Regions from separate parts of the Mus musculus genome. Here regions 1 and 2 are each linked to region 3. A link is a contact called in public HiChIP or PLAC-seq and promoter capture Hi-C data. All regions are on one chromosome and are shown on one strand. Each heading gives the region's core, a stretch centred on a gene start, on an enhancer-like site or on the middle of the called end of the contact. The rest is flanking DNA. Distances are from core to core; before and after follow the strand shown.

The links. Promoter capture Hi-C pulls out the DNA fragments that hold promoters and counts their contacts. HiChIP or PLAC-seq counts read pairs in DNA pulled down with a chosen protein or histone mark.
Region 1: a contact with region 3 is called in an H3K27ac HiChIP or PLAC-seq map of microglia, with 6 times the contacts expected there. The contact joins the promoter of Marveld1 here to the promoter of Frat1 in region 3. A contact is called at or near these places in 1 of 39 promoter capture datasets (liver), 1 of 484 Hi-C or Micro-C datasets (embryonic stem cells), 4 of 115 datasets of contacts at active chromatin or transcription factors (bone marrow-derived macrophages, microglia, pancreatic cancer cells and 1 more) and 1 of 9 other capture datasets (adipose tissue).
Region 2: a contact with region 3 is called in a promoter capture Hi-C map of liver. The contact joins the promoter of Pik3ap1 here to the promoter of Frat1 in region 3. A contact is called at or near these places in 4 of 39 promoter capture datasets (the C10 cell line, hippocampal neurons, liver and 1 more) and 2 of 115 datasets of contacts at active chromatin or transcription factors (large pre-B cells and pro-B cells).

The regions. Positions count from the first base shown.
Region 1 is chr19:42,145,968-42,148,667 of GRCm38.p6, reverse strand. Marveld1 (MARVEL (membrane-associating) domain containing 1) reads right to left here and starts at 1,279. Exons shown (of 2, transcript NM_183195.2): 1 at 1-1,279. The coding sequence starts at 1,019. The coding sequence ends at 498.
Region 2 is chr19:41,383,672-41,386,371 of GRCm38.p6, reverse strand. It overlaps Pik3ap1 (phosphoinositide-3-kinase adaptor protein 1), which reads left to right and starts at 1,270. Exons shown (of 17, transcript NM_031376.4): 1 at 1,270-1,415. The coding sequence starts at 1,403.
Region 3 is chr19:41,828,666-41,831,365 of GRCm38.p6, reverse strand. Frat1 (frequently rearranged in advanced T cell lymphomas) reads right to left here and starts at 1,396. Exons shown (of 1, transcript NM_008043.3): 1 at 1-1,396. The coding sequence starts at 1,198. The coding sequence ends at 374.

The DNA of each region.
Region 1 (2,700 bases), core at 30-2,529, 320 kb before region 3:
TCATCCATCCTAGCACTAGCTAAAGCCTGTCCCCAGCTCCTCTTGCAGCTGCCTGACTGCATTCTACACCTCCCTAGGCTGGAAGAGGGGGCAGGGAAGGGATGCTCTTCCGACTGCAGGGCAGGAGGGAGGGGGCAATGGCGCAGTCCAAAGACTGGTTCCAATTTGGGAGCCTCCCCCGGATCTACGCGGCGGCGCCTGTCCACGTCTAGCTCTCGACAGGGAATGAGGAAAGGGACTTCCAGGCTTCGCCTGAAGCGGCCCAACTGGGTGTGTGCGTCGGCGCCTCGGATGGCTGCGTGGGTCCCTGGAAGCTGATATCTGGGCTGAGCTGCGGTACAGCAGTCAGACTAGAACTGAACGTCGGGGATCCAGGGCGCGGGCAGTGGAAACGCAGGCAGGGAGAGGGTGCAGGGGCACACCGGCACTAGGCGGCGGCAGGAAGGGTTCGGGAGGGATTCCCTAAACCGATCTGGGCCGCGGTGGAGCGGGTGGCCTCACACCACCTCCTCCTTGCCCTGGTAGCGACGGCAGCAGCCGTAGAGTGCCGAGAGTAGGTAGAGGCCGAGGCAGAGGCCGCCGCAGACAGAGGCCGCCAGGAAGGCATGGTAGGCGCAGGGCAGCCGGTAGTTCTTGAGGTTGCAGTAGCTGTGGCGCTGCGTCTGGTCGATCATGATGCCCGTCGCCGCCCCGTAGAGAGCAGCCGCCAGCAGGTCGTGCGCCACGTTGACCACGAGCCAGCGCGAGCCCAGCACGGGCACCAGCTCCTGCTTGCCCAACAGCGTGATGAAGTAGAGCCCCAGGGTGAGCAGCCAGAAGAGCACGGACACGAAGAGCGCGAAGTGCACCGGGCCCTGGTACTTGCTGGTGGCAATGGTGATCCAGAAGGCGGCTCCGGCCAGCAGCTGCAGCAGCCGCAGCACGCCCAGCGGGCCGCGCAGGAAAGCCCGCTGCAGGCGCAGGGAGCCGCGGGCCGTGCGCGCCTGGGGCGGCGGCTGGCGCGGGGGCGGCGGGAGCATGGCCCCCGGACGCGGCGGCGGCGGCGGCGGCGCCCCGAGCAGCGGAATGGCGGCGCCTTGCTCGCGGGGGCGGCCCGAGCCCGGGCCCGCTGCTCCCGCTGCTCCCGCTGCTCCCGCTGCTCCCGCTGCTCCCGCTGCTCCCGCTGCTCCCGCTGCTCCGAGGCCTGCCCTCCTCCCTCTACTTCAAGTCCTCAGCGCTGCTTCTCATCGGCACCCTTCCTCCCTTCTCTCCTTTTTCTCCCTCTCTCCAGCCCTCCTACTCGCTCTTTGGCCGTCCCCTTCGTTGGTCTCCACCCCTCCTCGCGCCTCCCAGCTTCCTGCCGTCGCGCCCTCCACCCTGGCTACCCCCCCTTTCTCCTCCGCTCCCATTCCTTCCTTCTGCAGCCAGGGCTGAATGCCCGCACCCCCCTGGCCCATGACAGGCCTTTTGCCCAGGCTGCTGGGCCAAGTTTGCCACATCTGGAGCCACCCCAGCCCTTCCTGCCTCGCAGGCCTGGCCGATCTTAGGTCTTCGAGAAGAAAGCTACAACAGCCTCTGCCCAGCCTGTGGCTGGACCCTCTTGATTCTCTCCAGTCACAGGAGACTGGAGACATAATTCTCTCCCATCGAGGCGTCCCATCAAGCCTGAGTAAGCAGGAGGTCTGAACTGACAGTTGTTCTCACTGGGACATCCTCAGTACCCTTCACTTGCCCACCACAAACTCGCCTGTCCAAAGCTGGTCTCAGACTGTCTTGCCATGAAGGTCTCTTGGTCAGTGTAAGAAAACTATCACTCACTGGAGGCCCAGCTGCCTTACCCACAGCGCACAGAGCATAGCAACGCCAAACACTTCGACCATTCCTTCCTGGCCATCTTTGCGTCTTGCTTAGATTAAAAACATGTCACCTAACATGGTCAGGACAGGCCTAGGTCTCAGAGATGGCATGTCCCGTATGCTTAACTATTGACCTAGATGGCAAGGATCCCAACGATGCCAAGGTTCATTGACATTACAGGGCCCTCTCTATGTAAGCTTCCCGCGACCCAAGACAGGAGAGCAATAGTTGTTTTCATTTTTCCTGAAGACTGAAGGGTTTCAGACCAGGAAGCCAGAGATGGCTTCTCTGCTCTCCACCCCACCAAAGAGCCAACCTTTGTGCTTCAGCAATGTTACACAACTGACCTGGCTGTTCCCAACCCAGTATGGAGCTGTGTCCTGTCAATGTGGCACATTACATAATCTGTCCCCAACCAACTTCCAGTTTCTTGGGTTTTTTCCACTTCCTTCCCCAACTCATGTCCAAACTCTGTCACTTATGAACTGCAAGTTTCCCACATGAACTCAGAATGCTCTTTATTTTCCAGACACTCCCTCACCAGCAGACATACCCAGTTTAAGCACTTACTGGTTTAAGGTTGAGCTCCCCACATTGACAATTATTTGTTTGTCTGGGCCTCCATTTGAATCATCCCTAGTTCTGAGTCTACTACATCAAAAACTGGTCTATTCTGGCTTATCCATCTTTGCCTGAGCCTGGCATGTAGGAGCCCCTCAGTACATACAAATGGAGTTGCTTGCCAATTGGCTGCAGGAATAGTACTGGACCTAAGTGTGGTGATTTGAATAGATACATCCCACATAAACTCACTGCTTAGCCCATAAGGATTGGCACCGTTAAGAGGTGTAGCCTTGTTGGAAT
Region 2 (2,700 bases), core at 21-2,520, 440 kb after region 3:
TTTACTGGTCATATGCATTTCTGAGCACATTTTCTGGCCAGAGTTAGCACCAGAGGATAGAGACTCCACAGCAAAAAAGATTGAGCTAACTTTGAGGAACTTAGAGCTGAATACAGGAAGCATCAATTAAAGCCATTCTGGAAAAAATAAAGAAATGTTTTTATAAGCTCAATTAAAGAACTCTAATAGTGTGAAATGGCTATCACGGTGTGTCAGAGTAGGGGCAGAGGCCAAGGATATCCTAAACAGGGGGAATGGCAGGCAGCATGTTCATCTCTGCTTTAGGGACCCTTGGCCTGTGTTAGGTGGAGAAACTATGCCCAAAGATACCCAGACTCAAATCTCTAGGATCTGTGAATTTGCTACATTATAGGACAAGGGTCTGAAGTTGTAGATAGATGTATTGAGGCTGCCATCAAGGGGCCCTTAGATGTCTTTTCCTGGACGATCCGGGCAGTTTAATGTATTCCCTCAGAAGTGGGAAAGGGGCTGGTGACATGGCTCAGGGTAAGGGTGCCTGCTGCCTAGTGTCTAGCCACTTTGATCAGTTTGATTTACCAGAACTCCATGGTGGAAGGAGAGAACAGACTCTGTCCACTCTGTGAACCGAACAACATGTGCATGCACATTCCCACACAAGCACACAAAATAAATAAACTAAGATTTTTTTTTTTTTTTTTAAAGTGGAGGAAGATGGAAGAAAGCCAAAGAGCTCTGATAGTGGAAGTGGAACAATCGTGTGTGGAAGGTTCTTGGCAGTGATAACATCTATCTATCAAAGATTATGCTTAACACCCATGTGCCCTTAGAGGGCCAGATCCAAGGAAATGCAGAAGGGTCACAGGAGGGCACCCAAGGGCAACGCCAAGACCCTAGGGCCAGGTGCTTCTCCTTCCCCTTCCTGCAGGCCTTCCCTATTCTTGGGGGCAGTGTCTCAAGGACAAGTCCCAAGGGACAAGGTGGTTGGGACAGCTGTGCTATGCCTCCCCACTTCAAGTCTGAGACTAGCTAGCCCTACAGTCTGTCTTCCCTCCCCCAGTTCCAGCACCTCAGACTGCTCTTGGGGGACATCGAGGTGGCTGCCTGCTTTCGGGACACACGTGGCACGAGCAGGGGTCGGCGCCGGGAGCTGGCGGCTGGTCGTGTGGACTTCTCACTTCCCCTCCCCAACCGCCGCGCGTGCAGGTGCCACGCGGAGCCCCGCAGGCGGGGCAGACCCTCTGGACACGCCCCCGTGCGAGTCCCCGCTGCCCGGCAGGAGGAAGCGCCAGAGTCGCCACTGTCCTGAGCACAGCTGGACTCTGCTTCTAACCCCGCGCCAGCGACGTCGCCTACCGCGGCTGTGGGCACCGGATACCGTGCTCCGGTGCCAGCCGGGGATGCGAGCTGCTCCCGGGACGGCATGGCAGCCTCAGGTGGGTAGCAGGCGCAGCGCTCTCCAGCTCCCGGCTCCTGGCTCGCGCGCCCCTGGTCCTTGAGGCTCTCTGACACCACCCTCCCAGTCTTGAGACCTGTCTCCCTACTTCTTTAGTCTTTAGTGAGGGGATTTTGTATTCTTTCCGGTCTTTTCTCCAGTCTCTGTCGCAAACTTCCCCTCTGAACTTTCTCACGTTTCCCCTAACCGGTCTGTGCACGATTCTGTCTTGCTCCTGCCTGGGGCTCGACCTATCCCAGTTTCTAAGTCTTCTTTTCTCCCTTCTAGCTGTAAGTTGCCAAGGGTCGCTTTCTCAGCTCTAACTCTGAGTACTCTGAGGACAGTTGATAGGAGGTGGAGGGCGGATTCTGTAAGAAGCCAGATGCTTCTCTTAGGGTCTTATCCAACCAATAGGGGGCGCTCAGGCAGTCTTAGGTGGTCCAGGGACAGCTTCAGAAGCCCCCTTTGTCCACCGCGATTGTATATCTTCTCTGGAATTTTGGTAAAAAACCGAGACCACACTCTAATTTTACTCTTACTCTGTTCTCTATGTAACTTATGTGCCCAGGGGTAATTGGAATTTGGTGGGCAAATCATCAAAAGGTGCCAGAAGTTTCTTCTGGTTGGTCTTGGGTTTCTTTCTAGCTCATGAGCATATGTACACTTGGCAAGTCCTTAGCTCGCTGAGGTTCAGGACAAACCATGTAAGGACAACGTTGAGAGACAGTTAGTGAGCAGCACCTATACACCTCAGTGGCTATAGGCGTAGTAGATTCTTGGTGAGAACCTTGTCGGTCTGGTCTCTGTTCACCACAGAGTTTTGGTGGTGTGAAAGAAAACAGTAACTAAATGAGGAATTGCTAGATGAGAAGAGAGAGTTGCCATGTTTTCGGTTTGGCTGACTTGTGTTTACCTAGCTCCAGCGTGATGCTTTGAGAGAGAATGAAAACCAGATGATAGCATCTCTTGAGAGAGATCGTGTAGCGTGGGCTGGGGGAAGTCAATGCTTGGGAGGGAAGGGAGCAGATGCTAAAGCCAACTGTCTCCAGATCTGCTAAGGTCTAGCCTTGGGTCATGGTACTTTGGAACGAAGGTAGAAAAGGCTTTGATAATACATGCTTATTATTATTATTGAAGGGGCTGGGAGGGTGGTTCATCAATGGCCTGCGGTTCCCTAGCCAGGCTCTATGGGATAAAGCAGCACTGTGGCTCAGGGTCCACTCACTGGACAAACTTTATTGAGTGCTTGCCGTTTCCAGGCACTGTCGTAAGAAGATGAAAGCTGT
Region 3 (2,700 bases), core at 147-2,646:
AGCCGATCCTGAGAGCATGCACCGTGGCCACGTGGTCCCCGCTTGGCCAGGAGAGTCTGCGTGGAATTGCAGCGACCAGGTTGAATCACGCCAAAAAAAAAAAAAAAAAAAAAAAAAAAAGGAGCCCTGCTGACAGCCTGCGGTGCGCTCTGTAGATTCTGCTTTAAACAAACCTAAGTCCTGGGTTTCAAACAGTTCGGGGCTTTCAATTTCAGTTACCCATGAAAATATCTGCGATATTTCGGCTGTCTTCCTTAGCTTATTTTCCCGTTTCCAAATAATGCTCGAGTCCACCACCAGCTCCGGCTGGGTGAAGCCCTGGGTAAATCCCTTGGTCCCCGGCTACAGGCTGGTGCTGTGGCCACTTAGGTTGTTAGCTGCCAGGGACAAGAAGGTCGTCCCCAGTTCTGAGCTGCGCCCTCCCCATGAAAGCGCCAGGGTCGCTGCAGGCCGCGCGAGGGCTCCCGGGCGAAGGCGGCTCATGCACTGGGGCTGACAGAGGCCCGAGGAACGGGTGTGCGGGAAGCTTTGCGTGTAACTGTAGCTGTCGCGAATGAAGTCTGCGCACCGCCTCCTTGATGAGGTTTCCCGAGAGCACGAGCTGCTGCAGGAGCCGGTGCGGGTCGTCGTCGTCGCCAGTGCGGGTCTCCGGCTGAGATCCGCGTCGCTGTTGCAAGCGGCGGGACGCGGCTGCGTTCCGGAGCCAACCCCGGCGGCACGGGCCCGACAGTGGCTGCGGGGTGCTTAGTTTGCCGGTCCCCGGGGGTCCGTCAAGGCCCGGCTGCTGGGGCAGCGCGCTGGCGCCGGGGGAGATCTCCGCCACGCAGTAGGGCGCCGACCGTCCCCGCACGCGCCCGCGCTCCCCTAGCACGCAGCGCACGGCCCCCGGGGGCGCAGGGTTCCCGGTCTCCGCTGACCCCGTCGGCCGCAGCAGCCTCCTAGCTGGGGTCCCGGTCTTGTCCGCCGGCAGCGCCGCCAGGACCTGCGGGGGCGGGGGACCCGGGGCGGCACACGGCGAGGCCGGGCGATCGTGCGCTGCGTCCAGCTGCAGCGTCTCGCCGATCTGGACGATGAGCTGGTCCACGTCGGTCGAGCCACCCAGAGTCACCGACTGCTGCAGCAGGAGGAAGCTGTCGTCGTCCTCCTCCCCCTCCGCCTCGTCGCCGGCTTCCTCCTCCTCCTCCCTCCGGCAAGGCATGGCCCCCCGCCCGGGCCCCCGCGGCTGTGCGGGCGTCGCTGGCAGCTCGGTTGGCCGCGGGCTCGGCGAGCCGCGGCTGGGGCGGGAGCGAGGCGGAGGCCCAAGCCGGGCTAGGCAGGGACCACCGGGCAGTGGCACCGCGCGCCTTAGAGCCGCGGGAGCCGGAACGCTGCCGGCTTGGGTTGATTTGTAAACAATGGGTGACGTCGCGTGGCTCCTACCACCGTGCGCGGCCGGGGGGTGCTGTCTCCTTGGCAGTAGTGAGCCTGTAGGGCCAGGGCACAGAGTAGAGCCTGGCTGCCCCCGAGCCTCATCGGCGTGCCTACTGTGTGCGGGGATGCACTGGGAAGTTGATTCTGGTTCGCTCAGCCGGGCCTAATTGGCATTCCACAAGATGGACACCTTGGGGGACTCGATTGGTTTCTTCCACACACAGTCACTTCCACACACTTACACCTCCACACACTCCCCTCAGCACGTCAAGTGGTTTGGTTTAGGCGGTGGCTTTTTTTTTTTTTTTTTTTTTTTTTTTTTTTTTTTTTTTTTTTTTTTTAAAGGTTTGGGTGACAGAGTCAGAGGAGGCTGGAAAGGAGAGGGAGTGAGGTTTGGACTCGGAGTGACGATTAGGAAAAGGTTGTTGCCAAAGATGGAAAGGAGGATGGAGACCTTGTCTGATGTGGATGGCTGAGCTGGAACGCAAACCGGCCACAGATTTCGTGGTTTTTTGGCTTGGGTTCCAGGGCATTTAGGGGCTGCGTTGACTACTGGCTCTTTGCAAGGAACTGTAATATGGCAAGTGAATGCGTGTTAACGAAATTCAGTAGTCAAATGAAGACTAGTCATCTAGAAAGGGTAGCAGTGGTGAGCTGGTTATATGAAAACAGAGCCTCGGCCATCTTAACTGTTCCAGATAGCATTGTTGAATTAATGGTTAACCAAACCTTTATTAGTTTTTTTTTTTAATATTTATTTATTTTGTGAAAGGGCCTTGAGTATGCTCTTGGATTGGCTGTGTAGCTGAGGATAACCTTGAACTCTTTATCCTCTTGCTTACAGGTTGGGAACCACTAGGTCAAGTGTGTTTATTTAATGATTTTTTTTGGAAGGGTTGGGGATTACATCCAGGGCCTTGCACATGGCAGGAATGCTTTCCTTCTGAGCGAACAGTAATTTGATGACCGCTTTCTTTCTTTCTTTCTTTCTTTCTTTCTTTCTTTCTTTCTTTCTTTCTTTGTTTTCAAGACAGGGTTTCTCTGTATAGCCCTGCCTGTCTTGGAACTCACCACGCCTGGCTGATGATGATCATTTTCAAATGGACTTCAACAGACCCCTGGGTGGTGACACACATCTGTAATCCCAACACTAGGAAGGCAGAGGCAGGAGGATCACAAGTTCAAAATTATTCCTGGCCAAATAGCAAATTTGAGGCCAGCCTGATACACAGAACTCTGTGGCCTAGTTTCTATTACACACACACACACACACACACACACACACAGAGA